Regions from separate parts of the Mus musculus genome. Here region 1 is linked to region 2. The links are chromatin contacts, called in public HiChIP or PLAC-seq maps. All regions are on one chromosome and are shown on one strand. Each heading gives the region's core, a stretch centred on a gene start, on an enhancer-like site or on the middle of the called end of the contact. The rest is flanking DNA. Distances are from core to core; before and after follow the strand shown.

The links. HiChIP or PLAC-seq counts read pairs in DNA pulled down with a chosen protein or histone mark.
Region 1: a contact with region 2 is called in an H3K27ac HiChIP or PLAC-seq map of heart atrium, with 5 read pairs. The contact joins the promoter of Oxct1 here to the enhancer-like site in region 2. A contact is called at or near these places in 3 of 39 promoter capture datasets (cranial neural crest, frontonasal cranial neural crest and hippocampal neurons), 3 of 484 Hi-C or Micro-C datasets (the C2C12 cell line, cardiomyocytes and myocytes) and 3 of 115 datasets of contacts at active chromatin or transcription factors (astrocytes, heart atrium and stem cell-derived neural progenitor cells).

Annotation. Positions count from the first base shown.
Region 1 is chr15:4,024,753-4,027,754 of GRCm38.p6, forward strand. It overlaps Oxct1 (3-oxoacid CoA transferase 1), which reads left to right and starts at 1,676. Exons shown (of 17, transcript NM_024188.6): 1 at 1,676-2,097. The coding sequence starts at 2,020. It overlaps BC037032 (cDNA Sequence BC037032), which reads right to left and starts at 2,654. Exons shown (of 2, transcript NR_028266.1): 1 at 1,267-2,654.
Region 2 is chr15:3,331,215-3,334,229 of GRCm38.p6, forward strand. It overlaps Ghr (growth hormone receptor), which reads right to left. Exons shown (of 11, transcript NM_010284.3): 7 at 2,133-2,311. The region is part of intron 4 of Gm41254 (a long non-coding RNA gene); the gene reads left to right. Among named protein-coding and RNA genes, the nearest start is that of Ccdc152, 29 kb to the left of the region's middle. Within about 2 kb of position 1,442, at least 7 of the 459 cell types and tissues checked have an H3K27ac peak or open chromatin away from gene starts, as enhancers often do. A contact at or near this core is called in cardiomyocytes and heart atrium, where this site is marked.

The DNA.
Region 1 (3,002 bases), core at 426-2,925, 690 kb after region 2:
TTTTTTGTTTGTTTTGGTTTTGTTTTTCCTAGCAGCCTTAATTCTGCAGAATAATAAATTTAAAATATCCACCGTCTTCATTTAGGAGAAATACATGTGACCAGCCAAGAAGAGTGAGTCAGATGACTACGAGACAAGTTGCCAGTGCTTTTTTTTTTTTTTTTCCCTTTCACGTGGCCCTGGAAGGAAAAAAGTGGAAGAACAACTGTAGTACCAGCTTTTGTTGTTCCTTCTCAAAACTGCAGCACAACAGCCGCCATGTTAGGGCTAGTCATGGGACTTCGGTTTAAACATTCGAACTCTTCACAGCTTATTAAAATGCGCCCCCAAAATATCCAGGATTACTGAGTTCACTTCTCCTATGCAATCAGATGATAGTTTAACTTGATATTTTATTTCCATGTTAAAACCGTAATCTTTACAGGAGACATTTTTGAGTTAAGGGAGTACTGAGGTAGTTGCTTTTCTGTGCAGATTTTTAAATTCCTTATTCATTTGTTTTGGCGCACATACACAGGCATGCACTCGCTGCAGTGCATGTGAGGTCGGAGGAGGACTTGGCTGGAGTTGGTTCTTCCCTGCTACCATGTGGGTCCCAGGGATCAAACTGAGGTCACTAAGCTTGGAGGCAAGTGTCTTTACCATCTCCCCAGGCCAGTAGACAGGTTTTAATTAAACAGGACTGTTCATCCTTCATTGTATCGGCATACTTTTTAAGGAAGTTAAAGAGTCATTTACTGTTGTCATGGGTTTTGCATCACTTCAAATTTAAACTGTTCTTCCAGGACTCGATGGGCTTTTAATCCAATAAAAGGATTTCCCGGGCTTCCAAGTGGTCTTTTAAACTCGGCGGTGAGTGTAGAACGTCCTGAAGAAATGGTTCAGGCCGGTTGGGTGCCAGTCAAAAGATAAGGCTTGAGCCAGGCACAATTGCACATACTCTGGGATAGGCTGCCGCAATAGAAAAAAGTTGGAGGTCAGCCTGAGCCATATATAGAGTTTCAGTGGGACCTAAGAGAGCTAGAGATCCTTCCTCAAACAAAACAGCAAAAAACAAACTCCAAAACGAAAACCTCCAAAACGATGAAGTTAACCCACCACCGAATATTAGCTAAATTTAGTGCCGAGCATTTTTGTGTTCATTGTGTCCCTTGACTGGCTTTTCTCATACAAAACTGCAACAGGAAGAGCATTACAAGGTGAGGGGAATTATACAACATGGACAAGGACGAGGAGGAGAGGAGACAGACACTTCTGTGCTTATACCTGTTCTGTAATTTCTGGAATTGTTGGGACTCCGGTTCCAGGAAAATTCTGGAACACAGAGTAGGATGATGGGGAACAACAGCCCAGTTCTAATCTTGTCCCTCTGTCGGTTAAGCAGGTCATGTCTCATGAGGGTCAGTCAGCACGCTGCTGGGTTTCAGAGGAAACTAAGGGCAAAACCAGACTTGAAGAGAGTTGTGGGTGTTGGGGTTGAGAAATGTTGGAAAGGTGAGCTGTCTAGATCTGGAAGGAGATCTTTATCAGTGACCCTTTGTACCTGTACTCATTCCAGAGGGCGATTTGGAAAAGTAACACGTTCAGTAAGAGACCCTCCAGGCCCTTGGCAACCCGAAACCCTGGTTGATGCCAAGCCTTGCGCGAGGGGAAGGCAGGCTCTAGCGCCCCCTCCAGCCTGAGTGCAGCGCCCGCCGCTGCGGGTGTGCCCGCAGATGAGCTGGAGCCCAGCACCTCCGGCCCCGGCACAACCCGCGGGGCTCGTCCTAGCTGTGCAGCCTTTCCATTCCTAGCCGTGAGCCCCTCCCTGTCTCGCTTCTTGACAAGCCAGCAGGCAGCAAGGGGCGGCACCGCTCTGAGGTCCCGAGGACGTCACTGACGCGCGGTCGAGCCTCCAGCCCGCCCTACCGCTCGCCTTGCCTTCTCTCTTCTTAGCCGGTGACGCCGCCGCGGCCCCGGGCAACCAGCACTCGCACGCACTCCCGCGCGCGCCACCGTCTCCCGCACCCGGGGCCGAAGATGGCGGCTCTCAAACTCCTGTCCTCTGGGCTTCGGCTCGGCGCCTCAGCCCGCAGCTCGCGGGGCGCCCTGCATAAGGTAAATTGAAGGTGCAGGGGGGCAAGAGGAAGGCCACGCGCGGACGAGCTGCGAGCGGCGCGCGCGTTCTTTGCCCTGCCCATCTCCACCGCCTCTGGTCGGGGATCTGGCATCTGCAGCGCCGTGCCCGGGGGTTGGGGGTGGGGGCTTGGAGACGCTCGGGTTTCAGGGTAGCCCCGCCGCCGCTTGTCTGTCTGTCTGTCTGTCTGTCTGTCTTTGCTTCTCCATCCACTTCCCCGCTGTGCTTGCAGCGGTGGAGAAGCGGTCGAGGCTCTGTGTACCAAAGCCACGCAGCAACGCCTTAGAGACAGACTGTCGGCGTCCAGGGACTCGCGTCCCCATCTCCCGCCACTCCTACAGACTCCAGGCTCCAGGCCGACGCCCTTGGGAAGGGGGTCCCCGGGGCCGTCGCCCTAGGTAAGGGCCGGTTGGAGGAGAGGAGCGGAGAAGGGCGGCGCGCTGAGGCTTGCGCCCCACCTGAGGGAGCTGCTGGCGCCGGCTGAGGCCCAGAACCCCGGGCCGGGTTAACCGCTGCTGGCTCAAGTTCACCGCCAAGTGGGCGGATGCTGTGCGCTGCGGAGGCGGACTGCCGCTCCCCATCCTCCCCTTCCCTATATGGCGGTAGAAAGGGGAACCCGGACTGGAGCTCTTGTCACGGGGCGATTTAGCCTGCCAAGCGTTTGGAAGCAGAAGGAGGGCTGGCGGCGCTCCGCTGCAGTTTGCAAACGCCTCGGTCCTTTATTTTGAATTCCTCTCCGTCCCCTCCGGGTTAGAGACTTGCAATGTTCAAAGACCGTAAAAAAACAAAAATCAAAAACAAAAACAAAAAAACCCAAACACCTTGACCCACAGAATGGTATCCTGAGTCGCCCTCCTAGCAGACTAGCTGGTGGTGGATATTTTTG
Region 2 (3,015 bases), core at 192-2,691:
AGGCTACTCAATAATGAAAACTAAAGTTACCATATGATCCAGTGATTTTTTTATTAATAATTTATATCCCAAGGAAATAAGATTAATATGTTAAAGATACATTTGCCTGATCATGATAACTGTAGCCAAAATATGGATCAACTTGGGCCCTTTGATGAACAAATGGGTAGAAAAAAAAAGGGATATTTTGGAATATACAAGAGAGCAGATTTGAAACTGTCAGTTCAAAAACATCTGTGAAAAATATATCCATTCATAGCTCTGCTGAACCATCTTACCACATATAAATATTTCAAAACATCATTAACATGATAATTAATGATAATTTTACATAATATATGATTATGTGATTAGTGTAATTACTCTCAGGCTATTTGAAAAAATATTTAATCTAGTTTACTGAGATGTAAGCATCAGAAGTCTTCACAGATTTTATTATCTAACATAAAACCACCATTTTTGCTAATATCACAATGGATCCTTTTGGGGTAAGTCTTACTACGTTGGAAGGCAAATTATGGTTGTAGATATACATTGTTAAAAACTCTATTCTGCCTGGAGGTTAACATCCCTGGTGCAAACCTTGTCAGATGTTCACTGGAAGAACAAATGTTTCCTTGAGAAATCTTTGTCAATTCAAATATAAGTGATTATCTACTAGTATGTGTTTTGTCCTTCGTATAAAATTTGTGCTTCATACAAAAGAGCTGCTGGTCTGGTTGCTGAAGCATTTAAGTGTTTTGATCCTTCATTACCTTGGAATGTAGATGAGTACAGTGTGTACTCTCCATGTGCCACAGGAGCTGGGACAGCAATACACTCCAAGGCTGAGATTTAAGCAGAGGCTCCTAGGAAACAGCCCCAGCCTTTAATGTGAGCTTCACAATGTAACTGTAAACAATGGGATTGCTGACTTGATTCATGCCACGAGGCAGTAGTTTTCTTACCACTGTTTTTGAACTAGGGAACAAACATGTTATTAGTGTGAAATTAGTGTTGACCTCATATGCTCCCTTGAGATGGTCTCAAGAGTCCTCAGAGGTACATGTTTCTCATTTTCAAAACTGCTACCTCAGGTGCCCTTGGTACCTTGTGCAAAGTAGTTGTTCCTATATTTGGTGGGCGAATAAGTGTTTGATTATGACTCGGTTTAGAAAGCCTTGTTTGAATTAACATCCAGCCAGGCCCCTTTTGGTACCAAGTCATAAACCAGATATCTAAATTAGAATGATTTAGAAAACAGAACTTTGAACAGAAGAAGTAGCTGTTCGAGGCACCCCAAGTTGTATTCTCTGCTAATGACAAAATTGGCTTCATTTTTGGTGCTACACTGAATAGACAGGGCCTCATGTCTCAAAATTTGGGGAGTAGACCCTGCCAGGGTGCTGGGTACAACGTCATGCCTATCGAGAAGCTGCTTGACTTGGCCAGGGCTGTGGCTGTGGTTAGACTGATTTAGAATTAGTTATATTTGGAATGGCATGGTAATCCTGTTTCCCTTCTTGTTGTGTGCCATGTAGAATTTATCTCAGTGCCGAGTTCCCAAGTGCTTGGCAGGGAAGTGAGAGGTTTGCGGGCCAATTTGCTCTCTTCTCCCTTATGAAGTGGCCTCTCAGCTTGATTTTCTCTGAGGTATGTAAAAGAACATCTTTATGAAACCTCTATAGATTAAATTCCTTCTTTGTGCCTCTCTTCTGGAGAGAACCAAGAACAAATACTAATATAGGTCTTATGAGTAGCAGTCATTAAAGTCATGGGATAACATTTGGCCATAGCCTACTCTTGACCTTGATCATGATCCTAGTTAAGTTCAACCACATCTCTAAAGATAGCAAAGTGGTAAGTCTGTGACCTTGTTCCATGGTTAAACTGAACACCAAAGATAACTAGGGAAATGGTTTTCTCCTCCCAATACTCTTCCATATATCTACATGGAAGATTCACATCAGCATTTGTTGTCTTAGATACTTTTAAGGTATTGAGATTATATCAGTCTTCCTCTAATAACAAGTTATAGGGCACATAATTTGGAAATATAGTCCTAGGTGAAAAGAAAGTGTTATTACAAATAAGAAAGTGAGTATTGAATTAGAAAGAAGAAAAGTCAATGTATAGAATGGAGTGACTCTTACCACTTTCCATTTTGATTCATTTACTTCTTTGTACTGAATTTCATACTCCAGAATTATCCATCCCTTCAGAACATCTGCATTGGGTGGTGGTTGCCAACTCACTTGGATGTCTCCACGAATCCCGGTCAAACTAATGTTTAGTAAAGTCCAGTTGAGGCCAATGGGTGGATCAGGTTGCACTGTGAATTCAATGGAGAATTGATTAGACTCCAGAGAAACACTCTTGATAGTGATAGTCTGCTTCCTTCAGAGACCAAATCATTTCATTCATTTTGACCACACTCTGACCACACTCCTAATTCTTCCGACAATCCACATCGATTGAACTCTACTTTATAACAGAGCAACATTTTTAAATGTAAGAATGATGTTTCATTTAAAAAAATACTTATAAAATCTCCTCTAATTCCCTTTTAGTCTCAAATCTGAAATTCATTGGAAGAGTTGTTGTGCTACGTATTTATTTTTAGCTCTGATAGCATTTGTACTTTAGGATTTTGACAGACACACAGACACACACACACACACACACACACAAATCAAAAACCAAAGAAGTAGAGAGTTAGAAAGACTTCACTTTTTAAATATGGCCTGTTACAGGAAGCAGAGAATTTAGTGCTTACTCTCTCTGCTCAGCTGTCAAGTGAGCAATTCGAAATTGCATTTTGCTCAGTTTCTGCTAGTAATCCTCTATCATATTCTTAGATATATCTCTGTATTCTTATGAGGGCCATAAAGACTAGGGTTTCAAGAAAGATGATAAAGTCAATTATAGATCCCAAAGCTACAATTTATATCTAAATTTTGCCATGTCTCAAGCAAAGTGTTACTAGATAGGGCTTATTACCAAGCCTTTTGAAACTACTTGAAGGTACAGAATTAA